Linked DNA regions of Columba livia: region 2 is linked to region 1. The links are chromatin contacts, called in public Hi-C maps. All regions are on one chromosome and are shown on one strand. Each heading gives the region's core, a stretch centred on a gene start, on an enhancer-like site or on the middle of the called end of the contact. The rest is flanking DNA. Distances are from core to core; before and after follow the strand shown.

Region 1 (7,128 bases), core at 2,070-4,569:
CCTTCAGGTGGGTACAGCACTGCTGGGAGGACCACCCCTGACCTGGTCATTGCTCTTTGAGCACAGACTGCAGGGACCTCACAGAAGCGGGTTCCAAGAGAACCCATCCCAGATCTGACACCACTCAGTGTTTTCATCTGCGACTCAGATGATGGCAAACACCCTGATTGCCTTTGAAGGCTACACCAAGCTGAGATGGACTGCAAGCCTGTGCGAGGACAAGATCAGAATTCAAAACAAGCCTGACACTTTAGATTAAGCAGTCTGGAAAAAAAAAAAGGACACGGTTCAACAAGGCAAGCGTGAGGTAATGCAGTTTGGTAAGAATAATTAACCAGACAAATACAAGATGTGGAATGGAAAGCAGGAAAAGTTCTGGAGAGGAGTGGCTAAAGGGTCAATGAGAAAAAGTAACAACAACAACAACAACAACAAAAAACCCAAACCAAACCAACCAAACAACACAACCCCCCCCAAACAAACAAAAACCCCAACAACAACAAAACTGTGGTAAAAATAGAAAGCAAACACACTGGGATGTATAAACGGGATCATTATATGTAAAAGACCTGAAGTAATCCCTTATTCTTCAGTGCAAAAATAAGGCAGCAGCTTCAGTCCTGTATCACAGGTTAAGCATCAGTCCATGAAGGATGATGGTCCAGAAGAGAGTAACAATTGCAGAGCAAGAATACGTGACCTAAAAAGAATGATCAAAGGAACCAGCATGGTTCAATCGATACTGGCAAGGACTAAGGGGAGATATGGTAGTAACTTCCAAATATCTAACAGGCTCCTGCAAAGAAGCAAGGAAGGAACTTTTCTGCCTGCGCCAAATAAATGGAAAAAGAAAAGCAATCATGAAACCAAGCAGAAGGAAAAGACATTTTTGTTCAGATCATAAGAAAAATCTAACGGCAAGGCTGTTAAATGTCAAATAGATTGTGCAGGGAGCTCAGGCATCTCTGTCATTGGAGGTTTTTAAGAATGAATACAACAAACATCTGTCAGGAAGAGGTTGGTTATCACCGATCCTGCATAGGGGCAGGAGATGGACTGAATGACCTCTCAAGGTCTTCTCCAGCTCTGCACTGAATAACAGCCTGATACGTAAATGACCATAATAGCCGGAAACCTGCTGTGCTGACACAGCCCGAGTTACTTGTGACCTGGTGTAGCGACCGCTGTTTGCAAGTGACAATCTGTTGCTGCCAGAGGAAAACAAGCATCTCAGGAAGGGTCCTACCAAGAAGGACAGGGACAGTGGTACCCAAGGTTATTATTTTGGCACTTGAAGGAGCAATGTGGAAAAGCTACTAGTTAAAAATGAGACAAAGGACGACACAGTCCAGATGGTACAAACTACCTAGAGGGGTTTGCCACCCAGGAGTGCTTGACGGCTCAGAGCCCGTGCAGCACTACGTGCTGCTTTCACTTCATTTTACAGGAGGCAGCTGCGAGCAAAGCAACCACCCAGCAGTAACCACAAGAAAGCAGCTCCCCGAGCGCCCCTCTGCCCCTGCACCACTTATCACAGCCTGGCATTTCTGGCTGAAAGTGCACACAGCAACACTTGGTTGTGCAAATATTTTGTCCAGTTAAAAATCCAATGAGCAGAAGATAACTGACCCGCCAGTGATACCCCTGTGTTACAAATGCCTGTTATCCCAACCTCTGTGGGAGGCAGCTCTGCTGAGATTTAAACCATGTGAGCGGTATGACTGGAAAGCCCTTCAGCAGATGAATGAGGCAGAAGAGCCCAGGCAGCTGCCTTCCAGGCACCTGCAGCTGACAGGAGATGACACATCCCAGGTGCTCTCACCCCGCTGCCAGGGAAGGGGTGGCTGGGCTGGACAGGCACCTACACGGGCTCATGCCATCCTGCCCATCGGAGCCAATAAACCTTCCTCCGGTGCTGGCCCACCCGACACCAGCCTTGCACCACACACAGGTTGCACCTTGTGACCGTGCGTGGTGTGCCGAGGGATTGCAAAACCATCAATCAGGTCACGTCTTACACTCAGCAAAAGCTGCTTCTCACCTGTAGCAGGGAGAGATGCTTGCATAGCAAGTGGGAAGAAAGGGCTGGACGGCTGGACCACCCGCCTTTAACGATTTATAAAATTGCAAGAACTGGAAGAGCTGAGCGACTAGCACAAGTGCGAGAGGTAGCGCACCCATACATGAGACAGATACACAATTCAGAAGCAACTAGCAGAATTGTCCTTCAGGCCAGAATAAATCCTACACGCTGCTTTACTGAACAACAGGATGGGGAAAAGCAACTATTATGTTGTCAGGAAAAGCCAGCAGCGAGCAACTCTGCGGTATCTCTGTGGGATTCCCCTGCAGCACTGGTGGGATGGGGCCCTGCACCCCTGCTTTGGTACAAAACCAGCACCGATATTTGAGTGCTGAAGCCAGCAGCCCTCACACCCGTCCTACACGCTCTTAAGTTACAGGTCTCAGCATCGAGCCACAAGAGCCGCGCATGGTGCAGGGAGGGCAGGGCTGCTGCTATTTCCCCTCACCTCTAGTTTGCCCTGAGACCCTCCAGCCCAGCGGTTCCCCCGATTGCTGGCATCACCACCTCCGCACGAGGATTTAACCTGCGTGGTTCCCATCGCCCACGAAGATTTTCACCATAAACTTGGGGGTGCAAAGAAGTGCATCCCCAAAGCGAAGCCCAACGCAATCCGGCCAAGACACCAACGCGCCCACCAGTCCACAGCCCCCCCATCCTCCGTGGGCGCCCAAGGCCACAGCGTGCCCCGGAGACGTGCAGGGACCCCCGGTCCCTCCTGCCTTGCTGGGCATGGGCACGCCCGCACCGGGCGTTCCACGGGTCACGGTCCCACGGAGGCTGGGGCCGGCCTGGGGCGCACAGGATCCCGCCAGGTCCCGATCGTAGAGGATGCCCCGGGTTCCGCAGGATTCCCCCAGCTCCGGATCGCACCGGACGCCCGGGGTTCAGCCGGGCCCGGCTCCCGGAGTCTCCCCCATCTCGACCCCTGGCGGCAGCGCTGCGGCCGTGCCCCAGGCCCCCCCGGCGGAGGCGGCCGAGCCTCCTTACCTTTGTGCCCGCCGAAGGCGCCGTACCAGGAGAGAGAGAGCAGGGCGCACAGGCAGCCGAGCAGCAGCGTGAGCGCCGTGCCGCTGCGGAGCCTCATCGCCTCCTCGCCGGCGGGGGCGGCCGCATGTCCCGGGCGCGGCGCGGCCTCAGCGGCCCCGGGGGCCCCGGTGAGCGCGGAACGGGACGGAACGGGGCGCACCCCCCGCCCGCAGAGAGCGCCCGCGCCGGGCCGGGCCGCGCCGGGCGGGCGGGCGGGGCCAAAGGGGCGGGGCCAAAGGGGCGTTGCCGCGGGGGCGGGACCAAAGGGTGTTTCTGAGGGGGCGGGGCCAAGGGCGGGGCGGCAGCGGGCGGAGGGCGCCCCCGTGCGGGGCACCGCGGGGCCGCGGCGGGCCGGGGGAGTGAGAGAGTGCGTGCGTGCGTGCGCGCGTGTGTGTGAGTGTGTGTGTGTGAGTGTGTGCGTGTGTGTGTGCGCGCGCGCGCGTGTGTACGCGCATTCATGAGTTACATATATAAACGTAGATACGTATATACTTGGTTCGTCCATATATATGTATACACACCTACCTGTGCACATAAATACATCCATACAAAGATACATACACAGCTATGGGTGCCTGCAGGGTCTATGCATGTGTGTATGTCTGTGTGCGCATGCCTGGGTCTATATGTCTCTGTGCATGTGTCTGTCTGGGTCCATATGTCTCTGTGTGTATGTGTGTGCCTTGTTCCATACATCTGCGTGTGGGTGTGTGCACATGCATCTGTATATGTGCATGGGGCTGTGCACATCTCTGGGCATGGGGCTGTGCGCGTTGACCCTCACACGCAGGGTGTGCACGGCCCTGTGTGTTGGCATCTCTCTGCGATGGGATGTATGGAAATGACTCCCATCACCTGGGGTGTGCATGGGTGCCTATGGATGGAGGTGTGTGCTCAGCCCCTGTAGAATCATGAAATCATTTAGGTTGCAAAAGACATTTAAGATCATCAAGTCCAACCATTAACCCAACACTGACAAGTCCATCACTAAACCACATCCACAAGAACCCCATCTACACATCCATTCAACCCCTCCAGGGATGGTGACTCCACCGCTTCCCTTGGCAGCCTGTTCCAATGCCTGACAACCCTTTCAGTGAAGAAGTTGTTCCCATTATCCAATCTAAACCTCCCTTGGTGCAACTCGAGGCCATTTCCTCTCATCCTGTCGCTTTCTACTCAGGAGGAGAGACGGAATTCCCCCCCTGCTACAACCTCCTTTTAGGCAGTTGTATAGAGCGAAAAGGTCTCCCCTCAACTCCTGTTCTCCAGGCACAAGGCTGACCCCATGGCCCTGCATACAGGGGTGTGCACAGCTGGTGGGGGTGTGTGCACAGCTGGTGGGGGTGTGCAGCACAAGGTTGGGGTGCAGCAGCCCCCATAACCACACAGTGCGTATTTGCTGCCATTTCTGCAGTAGCAGAAATGGTTAAGGGAATGGTTAAGGAAACAGTATTTAATGTCTACTGAGAGAAAATCAATGCCAGATGAATATCGCAAATGGAAGCTGCCATCTGGAAGGACATCATCACTTCTCCAAAGGACCTGGCATTCAGGGGTTACAGCCTCAAGCAGCTTGGCCGGATGAAGGACAGAAGAAATCAGATTTTAAAATTATTTTGCTCATGTTTTTTCCTGTTAATGGCTCCAGATTTATTTCATTATAGACCACAAGGAGCTGTACAGCGAGGCTGGGTTTGAAAGGCTGAATTTATGTGCCTCTGTTGCCTGAACTTACTTCTGCAGTTGTTTGTGAGGTCAAACAGGAGGTGGCAACTCATGTGCTCCATACACGGGTACATAATTTCTCCAGCTAGTCATCATCATCCATTCCCCTGACCTCTTTCAGTAAGTAAATATTTCTCAGACGTGTAAATATTGTAGCACTGGCTTCCAGAGATCAAAGTCTGTTGTCTGAAATGTTTGGGTCAATTAGAGAGTGCCTGTGCCAGAGGCAGGAGTAGCGATGCAGGCACTTGGTGATGCTTGGCCACAGCCTTAGGGCTGGACCGGGCATCATGCAGGGATGTGCTGGGCTCTGTGGGGACATCTCCTCCAGGCAGGGCTCCAGCAGACACAGGAATCCTCCTGAAACAGGGAAAACCAGCAAAGGGCTCCTCAGGCTTTTGCTCCTTTTCCTTCTGGAGAGGTGAGCAGTGAAGGGGTGCTCTGGGTGATACATGTGCCTTGCTGAAAGACACATGTACATGGAAAAGCAAGGATTGCCCATTTCTGCAGGAGGTGCTCTTGACCGTACTCTTCTCTAGTTAATAAATTGATCCACATTTTTCGAATCTTGAAAAGGCCTCTCCCAGTGTTGAGAACGTCTGGGAAGGAAATCGGCAGAGGGAGCCCTTTGGATGGCACCGAAAGTTTCTGTGTCCCCTGTGTGAAGCCAGTGAGGAGATGTGGGGCCCCAGCACAGACTGTTGCTCACACTGACTAGGTAAATGCGTTGAACGTTACTCTTGGGAATATTGAAATGCGTTGCATCCCTGACTGTGGAAATGCATTGAACGTCACTCTTGGGAATACTGAAAACAAAACAAGGGAGGCTGGATCTGTGCTTCCTCACCTGGATTTTGCAAGGCACTGCCCAAGAGACCATCTCCTGCAGATCGTGAGCCAGCAGCACGGCCCATGTCTCAGAGCAGTCGAGCCCTGGGGGGTGTGATTGGCTCCGCAAAGAGCAGCCACGTCCCCAGGCTCAGACCCCCACCCAGCACACCCACCTGCACCTGCTCCTGGGCTGCAGGGAAAGCCTCAACCACACCACCAACAGCATTTCCACCATTAGAGCAGAGCAAACAAGCCCCAGAAGCTCTGTCCCACCCAGCATGCTTGCTTTCTCACTTTAAACCTACATGTTAAACCCAGGAGCCAGCCAACGGTTCACAGAAATTAATGGCAAAAACCTTCCAGAGACAGCAGCCAAGACCCGCCTGTGGGAAAAGCGTGTGAAATCCTACTGTCACTAAAGCGTTTACAGCAATAACGTGACATGTTTTAGTGCATCAGATGTTGGGTGTTTATTTTTGGATGTGCAAAACACTCCTACCGCTTGGGATACGCGGTGCATCTGCAGCAGAAAAGAACAGAATCACATTAATAATTTCTCCAAGACTATTAATTAGGCTCTTTCCCAAAGATAAAGCTTAATCTAATTTCTGCTGTTATGCTTTGTCTTAATAAAATTCTGAATAAATGAATGAGCTTTATGCTGTCCCCACATGACAAAAATGTTGGGCTCCCTTGGAAAAAGGAAGGGATGAAGCAAAATGACCAGTATTCACAGTTTTTATATCAGACCTGCAAAGTTCCCTTTTATTCTTGAAGTCACTCCCTCTTATCCCAGTTTTGGATTTTATTCTTTTTTTAAGAAGCAAGTTTTGAGCCTTGGTCCTTTTGCAGAGCAAAGTTCAAAATATGAGCTGCAGGGACTCAAAACACCAGCAGCAAATAAACAAAGAGAAGGCGGTTTCTAAGGGGATCTCATGATCTTTGAACAGCTGATGTTGGCAAGCCTGAGCACGCTGCAGAAATTAGGACCTTCCTCCCAAAGCACTCTGATAGTAATCCACAGGTCCTGAAGCTATTACAAAATTTAGAAAGGTAAAACATTTATTAGGTCTAGATACAAAATGTAATCCAGATTTATAGCTGATGTTATCAGGCTTCCTAAGGAGCTTGGCTCTGGAGTTTGGCCCATTTGTGAGTAGGTCAGGCTCCATCCTTCCCAGGCTGCATTAAACAAAGAGCTCTTGCTATTTTCTCATAAACCAAAGTAACTTCATTTTCTGTGTGTTTCACAGGCTGATGTGTTCAGACAACACCAGGGCTTGTTTCACGGCAGTACAAATGTTTCCAAATTCTCCTTAGCATGAGAGATGAATATCACAACAGGGCGCTTTGCCTTCCATGTGTTGACACCGTGATGCGTTAATTCAGGGCAAAAGCTGCAAGTCAGGTCCTCAAAGTAACACTCACCCCAGGCAATTAGTGTAGGTTGCAAAAAG
Region 2 (6,562 bases), core at 3,086-5,585, 78 kb before region 1:
CCAAAATTCATGCACTGCTGTTAACGATATTTGCATTGTTGTTCCAGCTTAAGAGGTTTTCATCTTCGTTGCTCCTGTTCTTGGCCAGGCAAGAGAGGGCAGTCTGTGTCTGTAGAGGCCCTGCTGTAAGCTCTGGTTCATGGGATCTTCTCTCTGCCGCTATCCTACTGCTGCCATGGCAGAAAAATGGATATATTCTATTTTGGTTTCCCCTTCTAGGTGAGAATGCTGGTATGTAGCGACGAGGCACATCGGAACTAGATTTTTATGATGTTTCTAGAGTAACATAGCATTTATTCTTTGAAAATTACCAGTGTTATAATCCTCCTGCTGGTATTTCATGACAAATCTTTGTAGACATAACTTAATTCTGAGACTGAAGTGGTAAACTGATTCCAAATAAAATACAAAAAATTATAGCTCTATTGAATCCTGTAAGGATATTTTAATCTCTGTAATGGATGTTTTAAAAAACCTAAATGTTATATGGACCCAAAAGGTGCAGTATAGGAACCAGGGTTTTTTTTTTAAAAATTTTGTTTCTGTCATGTTCACTAGGTATTTTTCAGAAAAAAATCAATTTGCATGCAGTTTCTATTTTACGTATATATATCTATATATTTTTACTGTCTTCAGTTACAGGACTCAAAGTATAACAGCTTAATGGATTTTTACACAAGTAGTTTGGTTCACTGTCCTCAATTTAAAAATTCTGCATTGTGAAGGGTTTCTCGCTTTCAAGCGAACAATGTAAACTGAACTTTCATGCTTGCTAAGTTCTGATGCATTGAAATGTCATTGGTTTCAGATTGTTATCTAAAACTAGTTTCAGGTATTGAGTGTTTCACACTGTTTTGACTTCTGGAATCACAGAATGGTTGAGGTTGGAAAGGACCTCTGGAGATCATCTGGTCCAACCCACCTGCTGAAGCAGGTTCACCAGGGCAGATCACACAGGAATGTGTCCAGGGGGGAATAATATCTTTATTTTTAAAGAAACAAACAAAACCCCATAACTAAAACAAACCAACCATCCAAAAAAACCCACAACACCAACCAACCAAAAAAAAAATCAAACGCACTTTGTGCTGCTGTTTTGCTCAGCGGTTCATGCCCCTTTCCCAAGGCAGTGAGAGAACGCTGCACTGGACTCTGAAGTTCTGGACTCTGCCAGTGCTAACAGAAGAGCTGGAGATGAAGGTTTAGAGCTTTTCCCATTTCTTGTGAGGCTCATGGCAGTTTGTGGACAGCTTTCCTGGAGCTCCCCAGCTGCCCTTGCAGTACAAACTCAATGTGGCTGAGCATCGGGGTGGTAAAACTGCTGGGTTTAAGATGGAGACAGAACATAGCTTATCAAAATTGTGTTGCCCATCTTCTGATGGAAGTGTTGTTGTTTGGCTGGGCATGTGTCCATCCCTGGCACTGTGGTTCTCTGTCCTAGTCAGGTACGGCGTGGATGTCCTGGAGGTTATATGGTCAGAGGCTGCTGGTGTCGGGCGTCTCTTGTGCTGGGTGACACCAGGGGTTTGTGTTTGTGTTCCTCACGTGAGGAACCCACAGTTAGGGCCTGACTTGCATGTGCACTCCTGCCATACCAAGTGTCTTTAGTATCTTTACTACTGTTTTGCTGGTGTGAATAAAATGCAGCTCTGATGTGATGTGGAGAAGGCACAGCCTGTGGCCCTTTCAGAAACTCCATATCCCATCGTGGGCCGAGGGGCCGAGGCTTGTGTGCATCCCCTGCTGTGCACTGTTCTCTGCACAGAGAGCTTAAGTACTTTGGATAAATGCTTTTGGGGTAATAGTTTTAGGCCAAGCTAAAGAGATCTTGGAGGTCTATCTGTTGTTAAGAAGTTGAGTAGGCTGGAAAATTGGGAATACATTTCTGTATCTGATCTGGTGACAATGGAAATGGTTCATTCCTGCGTTACAAATAAAATTGCTTGATTCTGCTAAGAAAACCAGGGACAGCATAGCAGAGGGCCACTGTGCCTTACAGGGTGATAGTGGACAATAAAACTAAAGCTGAAGGGATTTTCCTAGTGAGTAGAAAGCTATGATTTACTTTTGTCAGCATTTCTTCTCTTTTATTTTTTTGAGTTTTGGCAGAAGAGAGCAGGTTTTTCTTGCCTTGAGAACTCTGTTGGAGCAGCTTGATACGTAGATAGCTTGTAGTCTGACTTGTGTCTCACATAGTCCTTGTTGCTTTTTTTTCCCTAAACCCAGATTATTTGGCTGGATACAGACAAATAGGGCAAGAACTGAATATTTCCTTTTTCTGTTATGAAATCAAGATCTGAGATAATATGTAAGAAATGCATATAAGAAAAGAAATTCACAAGAGAAAGTTGCACTATTTGAAGAGTAGTTGTATGAATGTATTTGGTGTGAGAATTTCAGGCTCTGTTACTCAAAATTGAATATGAATAAATAAAAGGTATCAGAATGTATGTGTAATGGCAGAGGAGAAGGAACCCGTAACTTTTGGTTCCCACATATTTTTGTAACACTGTCTTTTCCAGAGAGAAGAAAGAAGGTAGAATATGGTTACTAAGTTAGTTTTAAGCTGGTTATATGTAGATAGTGTATATGTAGATAGTGTAACTACAGTGTAGACTTACTGCAATAAGTCGTGTTAATGTGAAAAGTGAACTAGGATGCAAGTGCATTTGGTGAATAGTTTCTAAAATTCAGAAATTAAGTGTCCTGGTTACAAACTGGGTTCAATCTTTTCTGGTGAGGGTAGAAGACAAGCAGATTTTCTTCTCTCTTACGTGTCTATTGGCTATTACGTGTACATGTAGGATATGTTTCAAATAATCTTAGATGTAGCTGAGGTGAAGCAAGGCTGGAAGCAGTCACCCTCAAATTTTAGTTCATTCCTGAGTTTATTTAAGTTACTTTTTATTTAATATCCCTTTCTGACAAAGGAATGTAGATTTAGGTGAAAGGAGGACTTTGTCTAGAGTAACTGAAGTCAAGATATCACCAAGAATCAGATATCTGAGCATTATGACTGTTAAAACTCATATACATATGAAAGCACCTACATGTTTTTATTGAGGGAAGGAGCCTATGATGAATATTAGAGGTCTGTGTCTCTTTCTAGACTACAGTACATGTAGTTTATAAGCACGGATGATTTAATTTTAGGTTAGTTGTATACATTGCAAATGTGGAGTACAGCAGCAAAGACCTTAGCACGTAACAACTTTTGCAATATATGTCCAGCAACCAAGGTGGGTTCTGCAGCCTGTGAAGAGCTGTGTGCAATTATCACTATAAAGCCACCAAAATCCTCATTGCCTTGAGTTGTCTATAAGAATGATAATTATATCAATGACCAGAATGGGCATACATTTGTTTTTAATATAGAAATTGGAAATAATATGTTCAGTATACAAAACCAAATTATTACTTTTGTCAGTTTTCAGGGGGTGTGTTTTCCCCTAATGATTTAGAATTAAGGATGATCCATTCCCAAACTTCGAGTGATTGACTCATCATATGACCTTGAGCAGGTTACTCATCCACCTTCAGCTTCAGTTTTCCCAGTTGGAGAATTATGTAAACAATGGGAAACGTGGCTGAAAGGCAGATGTTGGGATTAAGTTAAAGCTTTCTGGTGTTAGTTTTGCCTTTTTACATAACAAGGAAAATTTCATAGGTGTTTTTTTCAAGTCAGTATTTGAAAAATTCACTCTAGATCTGCTACTTCAAGCTGTAGACGTGATATTCAGATGAAGAGAGCTCAAGTTTCAGTCTCTACTCCAGATGTACCTCATCTCATCTTAGCAGGTCTTCTGCTACTCTCACTACTCTGCTACTATATTCATGAACCATCTGGAAGATCATAGTTTCCTGGGAAGCTACAGTCTGTCCCTCAGATATACATATGATTTTGCTGCTACCTATGAAAGCGTTAAACAAATAGTGGTTTGTTGGTTTTTTTTTCTGAAGGTCAGCTAACTGTAGACTGTTTAAAAAAAATTACAACAATTAACTGTGAACGAGTCCTTCCATCATTAAATCAAAGAATGCTGTTGCCCAGGCAAGCGCTGTGAAATTCTTCTGATAATTTATGCTGGCTCTACACACAACCTCTTGCTTGAGCACTGAGATCTTGAGGTTTCCCCTGTTTGTTCTTGGATGAGACAGCTTTCCCCTAGGGTGAGTGGACTTGCATCGTGGAGACTGCAAGTAATATTAAAATAAGCATACTTGTCGTGAGGGTTGTTTAACGAGCTGCTTCTCTGCCATCTGAGCGTGCTGTGGGGTGAATCAGGCTGCAGCTGGGCAGCTGTTTGTGGGGCTTCTCCTCGTGTGTCCTGCTGGGACATACAAAGGGATGTGGGACAGGCCGGGAGCTGGCAGAGCTTTCCCTCTCCGAGCACACTGCTCCCTTTGGGCAGCCTCTCTGCCTGCCAGGGTTGGCTGTGGTGTGGTGCTTCCAGCACAAGCAAAGCACTACTGTTGTTTTTTACAGAATGCACCTGAGGGAAGGAAGAGTTTGTAGTCATCTTTGATGTGTGTGTAAATTCTGTTTTCAGATGTTCTTGACGTCACTGGAAAGAACTTTATACTTGAAAGCCTGCTGGCAGGAAAGAAGCTGAACAAAGCCTCTCGAACTCTGCTTGTTACTATTGCTGTACCCTCCGCTTGCTTCTAGGTGGCACTGTGAGAAAAAGAATATGTGCGTTCACTGGCCATGAGAAGCCAACTGTCGGGCTGGTTGGTGCTGTGCTGGTCACAGTGCAGAGAGGAGCAGCTGGTGAATACTCTGGGAGAAAGGAGCAAACTTCCTTTGCCGTGATAGAATTGACTGAACTCTGAATTGCGTTTTACATAAGCGTGAAACGGTGGTGGCCTAGTGACAAACGGGCTTTGCTTTAGTACCAAAAATGTGATAGTGTACAAAATGTGTATGTGTAGTTCTTTTCTAAAAATTATAATCACAAGAGGAATTGTTCTTTTTCTCTAAATATTTACATTTGAAACTGCTTTATAAAGCAGTGTTACAGAACAATTTTACCATGTGTACACGGGCAAAATAAAATACACGGTTTTATTCACATCCAAAGTTTGAATCTTAACATTCTTCAATGTTTTTGCATTTAGAACAGGAAAAATCGTAGTATGTTCTGGTTCACAGCAGCTTTTGGTTTTGGTTGAAGGATGGCTCTGTTTGGTGCAGTACATATTTTTGAAAGTCTGTCCTAACAGACTGTAGAAGGGAAGTCATCTCAAGTGATGACTTGTAAAGCAAATCTTATCAAAGCACAGATCTAACTGCTTTTTTTTTTCCTAAAATGCTTTAGTTAGTGGTAAACAGTGTTGTCACAAGAAATAAAAATCCTAATCTATGAAACATTAAACTAATCCTCTCTTTTTTTTGTTTTTGTTTTTTTTAGCAGCTCCATGAGACTGTGAAAAGAAAGCTCGATAGTGCCGCTTCCCCGCAGAACGGAGACCAGCAGAATGGCTACGGTGATGTCTTTTCTGTGTCCAAGAAACTGCGTCGTGATGATGGTCTTGGTGGAGTGAGTGGTTCTTCCAATGGAATGCCCCCTGTGTCTCCACTCCATCATCTCGACAAGAAATCTGGCAGCGGAGATACCTTACAGCTTAACGGAAAACATCCGATGGGGCTGGATGGCATCAGCAAGAAGTGTCTTCCAGATACCAACCTGCAGATGAATGGAGGTGGTGATGCCGATGACTCATTTCCTCTGAGTTTGAACAAAGAGCTGAAGCAGGAGCCTGTAGATGATCTTCCATGTATGATTGCTGGAGCAGGGGGTTCTATCTCGCAGAATAACTTGATGCCCGATCTTAATCTTAATGAGCAAGAGTGGAAAGAACTTATTGAGGAGCTTAATAGATCAGTGCCTGATGAAGACATGAAGGATCTCTTTAATGAAGACTTTGAAGAGAAGAAAGACGCAGATTCTTCAAATTCAGCTGCACAGACTCCGTTGCCACAAGATATTAACATAAAGACTGAGTTCTCCCCAGCACCCTTTGAACAGGAACAGATGGGATCTCCTCAGGTTAGATCCACTTCTTCAGGTCCAGCATTTATTGGTGCTCCTTCTGTACCTGTAAGTGCCGCTTCTCCAGCGGTTGGTAGTTCTCAGGCTATATTTCAGCCTTCCAGTCAATCAATGACTGAAAATCCTACTCAGCCCATGATGCAGGCATCAAACCACTCTCAAAACGTCCAGAGGCCTCTCCCCAATGTGTTGTTACCTGGGAAGGGTGCAGGAAGTGCCAAAGAAATGTCTTCTGCTCATCAACTTCAGCAGATTGCTGCCAAGCAGAAGAGAGACCAGATGTTGCAGAACCAGCAACAAGCTTCACAAGTTCACCAGACAAATCAAATGTCTACTTGGCAACAGTCTGGGCCTTCTCATAGTCCACTGGCTGTCCCATATACCATGGAAAACCCCACCAGCCCGTCAGTTTACCAGCCAGACTTCAACAATCAAAAACTCATGATGCCTAATATGGGAAACAAAAGCTCGCCGAGAGCTGGAGGCAATTACCATGTGAACATTTTGGG

What was found. Hi-C and Micro-C count contacts between places; a contact is called where the count stands out from the background.
Region 2: a contact with region 1 is called in a Hi-C map of liver, with 2.6 times the contacts expected there. The contact joins the enhancer-like site here to the promoter of MGAT4B in region 1. A contact is called at or near these places in 2 of 2 Hi-C or Micro-C datasets (crop and liver).

What each region holds. Positions count from the first base shown.
Region 1 is chr14:7,528,244-7,535,371 of bColLiv1.pat.W.v2, reverse strand. It overlaps MGAT4B (alpha-1,3-mannosyl-glycoprotein 4-beta-N-acetylglucosaminyltransferase B), which reads right to left and starts at 3,319. Exons shown (of 14, transcript XM_065029818.1): 1 at 3,074-3,319. The coding sequence starts at 3,170.
Region 2 is chr14:7,607,989-7,614,550 of bColLiv1.pat.W.v2, reverse strand. MAML1 (mastermind like transcriptional coactivator 1) reads left to right here. Exons shown (of 5, transcript XM_065029806.1): 2 at 5,415-6,562. Among named protein-coding and RNA genes, the nearest start is that of MAML1, 8.1 kb to the left of the region's middle. Within about 2 kb of position 4,335, at least 2 of the 3 cell types and tissues checked have an H3K27ac peak away from gene starts, as active enhancers do.